Regions from separate parts of the Mus musculus genome. Here all the other regions are linked to region 1. Evidence: chromatin contacts called from public HiChIP or PLAC-seq and Micro-C data. All regions are on one chromosome and are shown on one strand. The core of a region is the stretch at or near the end of the contact, and the rest is flanking DNA. Distances in the headings are between cores, read along the strand shown.

Region 1 (3,428 bases), core at 500-2,999:
CCTAGAGGTTTCACTTTATTCAGTAGCTGATGAAATAATACTGAAAAAAAAAATGTAGCCTGGCTACTGACATTATTGTTATTTCTGTTCGTGTGTCTGTGTGGTATTGGGAATAGAATCCAAGGCCTTGGGGTCCTAAGTGGACACTGTAATATTATCCTCTATCCTCATCCCACAGAGTATATGCATTTGTTTGTTTATTTGTTTTTGGTTTTTTGAGACAGGCTTCTGTGTAGCCCTGGCTGTCCTGGAACTCACTCTGTAGACCAGGTTGGCCTTGAACTCAGAAATCCACCTGCCTCTGCCTCCCAAGTGCTGGGACTAAAGGCGTGTGCCACCATGCCCGGCTGAGTCTATGTTTTTAAGGAGAAAGCTGAATCTGATATAGAGTTGTTTAGAAAAGAATTAACCCAAAGGGATATTCAGTGGCCAAGGGTATATTATTAGAAGCACGTTGTGCCAGGTGGCATAAGGTAGAAAGAAAAAAAAAAAGTCTAAATGTAGACACTGCCCTCAACAAGTTTATAATAAAAACTTTCAGATAAGACAAATACACAGAATATGACAACACAAGTTACAGTATGGAAAGTATTAAAACACAGAGAGAAAGGTCCAGCCCGAGTTTAGGGCTCTAAGGAGCATGCAGGTGAACTCCCTTCCCTACAGAAGGCATTAGACCAAGTCAGGAGATCACCTTTGGTATCATAAGCCTAAACTCAAGACTATTTCAGGCAGGAACTGAGAGGATTAATCAGCTCCAGCTCTGTCTAGGACTCCTTAACCAGAATAAAGAGAAACTTGAAACGGGAGAGGCCTGAAGAAAAACCGCGAAGGAGATGAGTAGAAGTGAATGGGTGAATCAAGGGTAAAGTGCTGAGATCTGGATGGAAGAGGTGAGTGTAGGGAAGTCATGAGAGTGAATGTCTAGAGAAAAAGAGGGCTAAAAACAGAAACTAGGAGAGCACCCACGTTTAGGGAGTGGATGGAAAAAGAGGAGTCAGAGAGGAGTGGCCAGAGGGAGAAGTGAGAAATAGATCAAGCCAAACACCTAAGTTACAAAGTTTCCATGAGTGCCTGGAGGGTGGAAGGCGGTGTGAAGGCACCCAAGGCAGGACAGAAGAGGGGAAATTGTAGCAATGAGGATTGAGATTAAATTTGAGATTGTCAAGGGTATTTCAGTGAGGGCTTTTCCAGAGACTCCACAAATAAGGTGATTTCCTTGGTTTAGTGTTTCTGAAGGTGCAGATCCCTCAGGGCCTGAGGGGACAGGGTGGTGGCTCTTGGCTTCAAATTTGTGGGTTTTGATCTATAATTAGAAGAACTGGATGTGTGTGGTTAGAACTCTCTGCAGACCTAACCAGTCCCTCCAGGAACTGGAAAGCTGAAGAACTTACTCAGAAGGGATTTCACACCTGGCTGTCTGGCCCAGCCCCGTGAAGTCCCGTTTCATCACGCAGCCCTAATGACTCCTTGGGCTGTCACTCTCATCTGGTATTGCCAGAGACCTGACTAACGCCTTCATGCAAAAGTTTGCAGCATCTGTGCGAGGCCAACTACAGCTCCCAGAGTTCCCAGGCGCTTGTCGATGCTGATTGGACGGAAGGTTGGCTCCGGAGGGAGGTGTCGGCTCCGCCTCCCCGAGAAACAGGCATCTGATTGGCTGCGCCGTGGGACTTTTGTGTCCCCGCCCTCCCCCAGGGACCGCAGCGGGCTGACAGAGCCGGGCGAGCGCTGGCAGTTCCGTGGTGGGGATGGTGAGGAGCGCCGGCTTCCCGAGCAGCGCTGGCCACTGCGGACTTCCGAGGCACTCCGGGCCGTGAAAACCTCTGCGCCGCGGCCAATCTCAGGCCTCCGAGGCCGGCCGCAGTTTTCCAAGCTGGGCTGAAAGGAGTGTCTATCGCCGTAGCGCCGGTTCTCCTAATCCCGAGAGACAGCCCGGGGATCTCGAGCTTCCCCGGCGACCCCTAGTCCCGGCCTCCTGTGCGCGCCCGACCTAGACCCCTCGGGTGTCCCAGGCGCGGACGAGCCGCGGCCGGGTCCTGGCGTACACCATGATCGTAGCGGACTCCGAGTGCCATTCCGAGATCAAGGGCTACCTGCCGTTCACCAGGGGTGGTGTGGCCGGCCCCGAGACCCGAGAGGTAAGCAACAGCCGGGCGAACCCGCTCTCCTCCAGCCACCGCCGAGCTTCGGGCAGACCCGGTCTAAGTCTGGTGCGCTCCCCCCGGGCTTAGGGTCTGAGAGCACGTAAGCTAGGGCTAGGGTTGCATCAACTGCAGCCTCCGCTCTCCCTTCCCCTCCCCACTGCCCTCTCTCTCTTTACCCTCCCCACTACCACCCTGGGAGGGAGGGGGATGCGGAGCCCTCCCTGGCTCCTTCGGACTCCTGGCCAATGAGAGGGGACGCCTTCTCGTGGCTCTTTGGGTTTGTTCTCTGCTAAAGCGAGCGTCTTCAAGTCCAGGCAAATCCCGGCCGGAGAGACCCGACCACTCCTCCTCCCCGCCCCCTTCCGCAGAATCCCTTCCTCTCGGTGGGGGCAGGCGGGCTGGGAGCTCTTTCTAGGATCGGTTTCTGGTCCTGTCGCTCAGCGAAGGGAGTAAACCACCTGGGACTGACCAGGGAAGGTCGATTCCCTTTTTCAGTCCTTACCTGCACCCCCGATCTGGAGACTGGTCCGAGTGCTTTATGGGTCTGGCTGGCGGCCTGATCCTCGGCGGCGGCAGCCTGAGAGAGCTAGGGGAGAAAGCGGATAACCCTTGGTCCCTTGATAGATTGCTTCCTATTAAATTGTTCTGGGGTCCTCAAAGTTTGTTTTGCTGTCTCCTCAGAGCGTAGAGAGACTTCACAGGGAGACAAGGTATAATGCCAGTATAAAGCCCCCGTCTCCCTCCCAGCAGTCTCGATAGTGGACATAGTCTATGTCGTGTATGGAGCACCTACTAGATGCCAGGATATAGGTTTTGTCTGACAAAGACAGCAAATACAAAACGTATTTTAACCCCATTTTACAGAATGAGAAAATTGAGGCCCGAAAGGGACAGAGAGAGGCCTAGCCCTCATTCTCTGGACTGTGTGTGACTAGGATTTTGGAGAATGCTTGGCACTGCAGAAGATACTGATCCTTTTTGATTTTCTAAGCCTAGAGCAGTGTGGAAGGTCTATTGCCGGGGCTGGAAATAGGTACAGTGGTAGTCCCAAGGTGTATGATCTTAAAACCAGCCCATGTCTGAGGAAATGTCTTGGGGGGGGGGGGTCGTTGGAGGCAGCCATCAGTCTGTTGCTTCTTCATATGGTTTAGGAATCTGTATGCAGAAAGGACACCTCGCCTCAGCCTCTTTGCTGATAACTTTTGTCTGCCTTGTGAACAATGTTGTTTTTGTTAGTGAGCGCCCCAGAGCACTGAGGGAGGTGAGGGCTGGATTCCAGTC
Region 2 (3,428 bases), core at 412-2,911, 220 kb before region 1:
CCCCGAGAAGGCAACATTACTTTTGCAATGCTGTGATTGCTATACCAACCTGTGAAGGCCTGGCAGTTAATGGTGCCGAAGCACTGTGGCAATGTATCAGGAGCCCCTCATATCGCCACTGGGCAGGATCCAGAACCAGGTTCAAAGGTTTCCTTTTGCCAGCTGGAATCCACTACCTAAAAATGCTACAGTGGTTGGGAAACAAACATTCAAAATGAAGGGAGGGGGGGCGGGGGGGCACTTCAGATTCAAACCATAACGACCTCTTTAAGGCCTCCATGTCTTCACCAGGAAAATGGGGGTTCAGATGCAGTCACCTCATTGGAACCAAGCTCAGGGTAACAAACAGCGGCTGTTTGATCGATTTAGAGCGCCTGGGGAGAAGTTGGGTTGTGGGCAGAACGAATCAACTGCTCGTTGCTGACATACCCTGCGCCTCTAATCCAGGACTTGGTGACTTACTTCTTGAACCTGAGGCAGGCGAATGTACAAGAGACCCCACGGTGGGAGCAGGAGTACCGCCTGACGGAGGCCTACCAGGTGCCGGATGCCAGCGTCAGCTCCATGCACACGGCGCTGACCCGCATTGCCAGTGAGCCTCACATCCTGCAACGTTATTACGTCTATAACTCGGTCAGCTACAACCATTTGACCTGTGAGGACAGCTGCCGCATCGAGCACGTTTGTGCTATACAACACGTGGCTTTCAACACTTATGCTACCTGCTTGCATGGTCTTGGTGCCAAGCTGGTGCCTGGTTTCCTGCTCATACTGACTCTGCTGCCAAGCCTGCACGTACTGGAGGTGTTATGACTGTAGGCACTGCCAGCCCACCCACTGACTTGGTTCATCTTTCTCCTGGTAAAATTGGGCAACGTTACCCAATGGAGAGAGATGAACTTTTGCCATCAGTCTCCCCCCGCGGAGAGTAAAGTGGGATGGGACACCTGGATTCACCAGAGAGGGCGCTAAGAAGCACAATTTCTTCCAAGTTTCATGTTTTATCCACAAAACTTGTTTGCGGTACATGTCTTGGTGCATTATTCGCTTTAATACAAACATATCAAACCACCATGAACTTGATCACCACAGTGAAGTGAGCCGACGGGAAGATGGGCCTTGGAGATTCTGTGCTTTCGATGTAGTCCCTGCTCAAGGTCTGAACTGGGAACGTACGTGGTGTGCAAAACCCCTTAGTACTTTTAAATAAAAGACTTTTTTGATTTGGTTTTGCAACAGTGCAACCGTGAGGGATCACAGCTGCGGCCGGTAACTCTAAGGCTCTAGTCTTTCTTAATAGCCACTCTTGTTTCCTTGAGACTCAAAAGCAGAATTCAAGCCGGGGGTGGTGGAATCCCAGCACTTGGGAGGCAGAGGCAGGCGGATTTCTGAGTTCGAGGCCAGCCTGGTCTACAGAGTGAGTTTCAGGACAGCCAGGGCTATTCAGAGAAACCCTGTCTCGCAAAACAAAAACAAAAAACAAACAAAAAAGAAAAACAAAACAAAAAGCAGAATCCAAACCAGTAGAGGCCTAGCTCTGCACAGGGCAGGCTGGGGGCGGGGTCTGGGCGGTGGGGCCAGTGTAGGGGCGGGGCCGCGGGCTCGCTCCACCCCGGACGGGGCGAGATGGGGAAGTTCCGCCCAGCAGCCCAGCCTCCCGGACGACTGCCCCGCCCCCTTCCTGCCGGACTAGCGGGGCGGGAGGGCAGGTCCGCGGTTGTGTGGTTGCTTGGAGAGGATCATGCCTCTGTCCGTGCACCACCATGTGGCCTTAGACGTGGTCGTAGGCCTGGTGAGTATCTTGTCTTTCCTGCTGGATCTGGTCGCTGACCTGTGGGCCGTTGTCCAGTACGTGCTCCTTGGCCGTTATCTGTGGGCCGCGCTGGTACTGGTCCTGCTGGGCCAAGCTTCGGTGCTGCTGCAGCTCTTCAGCTGGCTCTGGCTGACAGCTGATCCCACCGAGCTGCACCATTCGCAGCTCTCGCGTCCTTTCCTGGCTCTGCTGCACCTGCTGCAGCTCGGCTACCTGTATAGGTGAGTGCCCGGCCCTTTGAAAAAGTGGGTTGACAGCCATCAGAACCAGTTCAGTCTTCTTTCCTTGGGCGGAGATGAAAACACAGGGCCAGGAACAGAGGAAGGGAACATCAGGGTCTTGGAGTCAGAGATGCCCCTCACCTTTCTTGTTCATTTCTGTCTTCTGCGAACGTTTGCTTCCCCGTCAAGGACTGAAGAGGGTCCGGCTTGACTCATCCGTGTCCCCGGAGTCAGCCAGGAGTAGACATAGACTGGTTCTTGGAAAATATATGTGGATGGTGTGTGCTTTTCTCAACTGGGAAGGACCCAGGGTCAGTCTAAAGTGAGGACAGTGAGACAGACAATCCCTGGCGCAAGTGCTGGCCTGAGAACTTTTTCTTCCCCGCCTCTCCCCCGCCCCCAAACTGTGACTAGTCCCTTGGGTTGTTAGATAGGAGAAAGCGAAATCAAGGGCTCAGAATCTTGTGATGAAGGCAGGGCTTCATGGTGTGGGTGAGGCTGGGCTAGGGTGGCCGGATCCGGAATCTTGTGGAAGTCTCAGATCTTGGGAAAGCTGTATATAGTCTCCAGCTTGCGGGGAGGGACCTCTTGAATGTTTGCATTTTGCCTGAACAATTGTATCATCTTGAGTACAGCTCAGATGACTGCGAAGGAGAGTTATTACAGGCAGGCCCCAAGAGAAGAAGGTGTTGGATCCCTTGGAGTTACAGGCGAGGCACCTCATGTGGTGCTGGGAGCCAAACTCTGGTCCTCCACAAGAGCAGTGGATGCGATTAACAGCTAAGCCCTCTCTCAGGCCCCTCCTGTTTACTTCTTAATTCCATCTCCCATCTCTGAAATGGGGCTCTTGTGAGTAGGTAGGACAGGGTTGTGATGCGCCTGGGATCGTACCTGACCAGCAAGAGTAGAAGTTGAGTTTGCCCCACTTTACGGACGAGGAAGCAAGTTCCATGAGGTTAGTTAGGTGGCTTGCTCCAGGTTCCGTAGCTTTTAAGTGACAAGCTAGGATTGAAGTCTGCCTCTGTGCACTCAGCTGTAGGAGATGGACGACGTCACAGAAGGTTGACCTGGCCCTCCGGGCACCTGTGTGTCCTGCCTAGGTGTTTGCACGGAATGCATCAAGGGCTGTCCATGTGCTACCAGGAGATGCCATCCGAGTGTGACCTGGCCTACGCAGACTTTCTCTCCCTGGACATCAGCATGCTGAAGCTTTTCGAGAGCTTCCTGGAGGCGACGCCACAGCTCACACTGGTGCTGGCAATTGTATTGCAGAATGGCCAGGCGGAATACTACCAGTGTGAGTGCTGGGCCCAGGGCTGTCACTTTTGCCGACTCTTCTCTCCTCTGCAGGTGTTCTCACTCTTAGGGGGAAAAAAAAAAAAAAAAGAGGGTGC
Region 3 (3,428 bases), core at 669-3,168, 180 kb before region 1:
ACTGAAGGGGTCATGCCGTGTTTTGGAGATGCCAGTACCATGAGATGACCACCAAGAGCAGCAGCAGCAGTGGAGTACAGGCATCTGGAGCCTAGAGGATGACGCGTGTGCTACAAAGGGCCTGGCTGGAGAAGTGACCCAAGCCCTTGGAGGAGCCCAGAAGATCGTAAGTTGGATCCCAGACATTGGACGGTTGGAGATTGACTTTTGCTTTTGATTGTGGCTGTGCCCTGATATTTTCCCTCTTGAAGGAAGAAACTGTTTTAGTGGAGCCCACAGTTAAGAGACTTTTAATTGTAAAAAGACTTTGGATTTTAAAAGAGATGGATATTTTAAAGAAATTGAAATTTTAAGAATATGTAAAGACTGTGGGACTTTTAAAGTTATTTAGATCTTGGGGATGAATAAGAATGTAAGGGTTGAGGCTTACTAGTGATGTGTTTGTGTGTCAAGTTGACAAGGGGTCAACTGTACTGGTTAGTTTTGTGTCAACTTGACACAGCTGGAGTTATCACAGAGAAAGGAGCTTCAGTTGAGGAAATGCCTCCATGAGATCCAACTGTAAGGCATTTTCTCAATTAGTGATCAAGGGGGAAAGGCCTCTTGTGGGTGGGACCATCTCTGGGCTGGTAGTCTTGGTTCTATAAGAGAGCAGGCTGAGCAAGCCAGTAAAGAACATCCCTCCATGGCCTCTGTATCAGCTCCTGCTTCCTGACCTGTTTGAGTTCCAGTCCTGACTTCCTTTGGTGATAAACAGCAGCATGGAAGTGTAAGCCGAATAAACCCTTTCCTCCCCAACTTGCATCTTGGTCATGATGTTTGTGCAGGAATAGAAACCCTGACTAAGACACCTGCTTCAGGAGTAAGTTATAATGTGAAAAACTAAAGACACTATCCTTCGAAGATCAAAACAAGGGCTGTGAAAGGAGAGATCCTATATGGGGCTGCACGGCATACAGCTGGGAACGTAAGAGAAACACTGGGCCACTGTGAACGCACATGAACTCAGCTCAGGAGTCAGGCAGGAGGATGAATGTAAGTTGAGAGCAGCCTGGTCTGTGGCGTATCCCAGGAAGCCAGGAGTACAGAGTGAGGTCCTGCTTCAAAAAAAAAAAAAAAAAAAAACTCTCCCACCCAAAACAGAACAGCCCCCTATGAGCCCCAAGGTACGTGTGGACTTAAAGAATAAACACAGCACCAGAGAGACAGTGAGGCACAGGAAGTCAAGGAGGACATTAACTGTAGCCAGAAATCACAGCCCATGGAGACAACAGCAGTCAAAGAAGTTGCTGTAGACAAAGTCTGAGCGTGTTAAAAGCAAAACAAACTCTAAAACACTGAAGACTTGATAGTGATCTTTAAGCACACATATAACAGTGATCAAATAAATCACAGCGGGCATGGTGATAGTGGTGTACACCTTTAACCCTAGAAATTGGGAGACAGAGGCATGAAAACCTCTCTGAGTTCAAAGTCAGCCTGGTCTACAAAGCAAGTTCCAGGACTGCCAGGACTACACAAAGAAATCCTCTTTCAAAAAACATGGAAAGAAAAACAAACCAAACTACAAACAATAGTAAGCAGGTGAGTGGAGGTAGTATTTACTCATGCCACAATAGTTCTGAGTTCCTTCTGAGTGAGTGCCAGGGAGGTGTTAGGCTCTGGGAATATAAAACTGATCAAAAATAGAAAAATAAATCCTGGTCCTTTTTGGAGTGCACACACTAGTGAGAGCATTGGGGAAGGCTGGGGTTAACAGATAATGCCTCAGACAGAACCATACTCCTGGGAGGATTAGCAAGGAACAGAGAAACAGGAGAGCAGCCAGAGTTCTGAGGGCATCCAGCAACAGGGCTCAAGAGTCTACACCATTCCTAGTCGTTCCCCTGATGGGCAAGCTGACCATGGAAAGAAGAGAGGAAGTGAAAGTTGGGTGAATCATCTCAAGGAAGATGAACAAAGGGGCACAGTACCTGGTTTGAGATGCTGGCCACAGCTGCTGCTGGAATATTGGCAATTGCAGATGAAGTGGGTATCAGGCTGGCATTTGTGCTTGAAGCTACAGGATTGAGAGGATTAAGAGATATTAAATGTAATTAGATGTAAACGGCTTAAAGATATGGAAAACAACCCGTTTTAACTGAACATATTGGCAAGGAGACAAAGAATACTGGGTAAAGAGGCAAATGCTGGAAGCTGGAGAGATGGCTCAGTTGTTAAAGAGTACTGGCTGCTCTTCCAGAAAACCTGGGTTCAAGTTCTAGCACCCATATGATGACTCAAAACTGCATGTAACTCCAGGCCCTCCTTCTGGCCTCTGTGGTACCAGGCATACATATGATACACAGACATAGAAGAAACAAAACACCATATACATAAAATCCATTAACAACTTTTTAAAAAAGCAAACACTTGTTTTGCATGCAATACCACAGTGGGGCTTGATTACAAACAAAACCCTGGAGGATTTGCTTCAATTTGAGTCTATGGGAAGTCCTAGACGGATGCATCACAGCTCACACTGACGCACCACACCAGTGAAGTCAGCACTAAGTCAAATCATCCTAGTCTTTTCTAGAAGCTGAAGAATGACTCCCCTGCACGTGACGTGACAGTCTGTAGAGCTCTGGTGAGTCCGATGTTGTGGTATTGTTTATGGCCATTTGCCCCGAATTATGTCTCTGCTGAGGGACATACTTACATTGAGAAATAAAGCTAACTCCCCCACCTCTAAAATGCTTACAACGGCTATATTCAAATAATGGGTTATTAGTGTGGGTCAGAAAGCACTATGAGGACCAGCAGGATGGCTTAGCAGGTAATGCTGCCTGGTGCTAACCTGAGAACCTGAGGCAGAGAGGCCTGGGGTCCACATAGTGGAAGGAGAGCTCTGACTTCGAGCTGTCCTCTGACCTTCACACGTGTATTGCGGTGTTCGTACACACACACACAAATGTAATAAAAAATTTTAACACCACTATGATTTGTTATTTAGAAACTTTATCAATAAACCCTCAAAGACTCAGAAGATTAAAAAATCTCATCTGGTCAGGTAAAAATGTATTCTATCAAATAACTACTTAGAATGTCTTTAAATTTTACATATTTTTGTAAAAACAGAATCTATCAGGTTCTAAGCTCAAACTTCAGTGATTAGGAAATAGCACATGGCTTTGCTCAGGTGACAGGGTAGTAGTCAGTGTTGCCAGGCATCAGTTCTGAACTCTTCTCTCTCACGACAAGCAGGGAAACACGGTTCCTGCTGCAGCCACCCACCAGAAGGACCAAATTGAGCAGCACAAAGTTCTCCAGGGGAAAGCCAGCAAGAAAACCTCCACTAAGAACAGAATTCAGGGAAAATGAAGTAGGAAGTACGCAGGGCAGACCAGAACCAGGTTCTGGAGGGCACTGTGCTGAAAACCACGTCT

The links. A called contact is a pair of places that touch in the nucleus more often than the background predicts. HiChIP or PLAC-seq counts read pairs in DNA pulled down with a chosen protein or histone mark.
Region 2: a Micro-C map of embryonic stem cells shows a contact between it and region 1, with 2.4 times the contacts expected there. The contact joins the promoter of Xkr8 here to the promoter of Sesn2 in region 1. A contact is called at or near these places in 2 of 39 promoter capture datasets (the HPC-7 cell line and neural stem cells), 1 of 484 Hi-C or Micro-C datasets (embryonic stem cells), 8 of 115 datasets of contacts at active chromatin or transcription factors (CD8 T cells, bone marrow-derived macrophages, embryonic stem cells and 3 more) and 2 of 9 other capture datasets (adipose tissue and pancreatic islet).
Region 3: an H3K4me3 HiChIP or PLAC-seq map of bone marrow-derived macrophages shows a contact between it and region 1, with 2.5 times the contacts expected there. The contact joins the enhancer-like site here to the promoter of Sesn2 in region 1. A contact is called at or near these places in 2 of 39 promoter capture datasets (the C10 cell line and the HPC-7 cell line), 1 of 15 datasets of contacts at CTCF or cohesin (CD8 T cells), 1 of 484 Hi-C or Micro-C datasets (bone marrow-derived macrophages), 1 of 115 datasets of contacts at active chromatin or transcription factors (bone marrow-derived macrophages) and 3 of 9 other capture datasets (adipose tissue, liver and pancreatic islet).

Annotation. Positions count from the first base shown.
Region 1 is chr4:132,508,777-132,512,204 of GRCm38.p6, reverse strand. It overlaps Sesn2 (sestrin 2), which reads left to right and starts at 1,749. Exons shown (of 10, transcript NM_144907.1): 1 at 1,749-2,141. The coding sequence starts at 2,052.
Region 2 is chr4:132,730,779-132,734,206 of GRCm38.p6, reverse strand. It overlaps Xkr8 (X-linked Kx blood group related 8), which reads left to right and starts at 1,661. Exons shown (of 3, transcript NM_201368.1): 1 at 1,661-2,034; 2 at 3,135-3,331. The coding sequence starts at 1,742. Smpdl3b (sphingomyelin phosphodiesterase, acid-like 3B) reads left to right here. Exons shown (of 8, transcript NM_133888.2): 8 at 448-1,241. The coding sequence ends at 813.
Region 3 is chr4:132,688,336-132,691,763 of GRCm38.p6, reverse strand. Eya3 (EYA transcriptional coactivator and phosphatase 3) reads right to left here. Exons shown (of 17, transcript NM_210071.2): 7 at 1,974-2,059. Among named protein-coding and RNA genes, the nearest start is that of Xkr8, 42 kb to the left of the region's middle. Within about 2 kb of position 1,918, at least 3 of the 459 cell types and tissues checked have an H3K27ac peak or open chromatin away from gene starts, as enhancers often do. A contact at or near this core is called in bone marrow-derived macrophages, where this site is marked.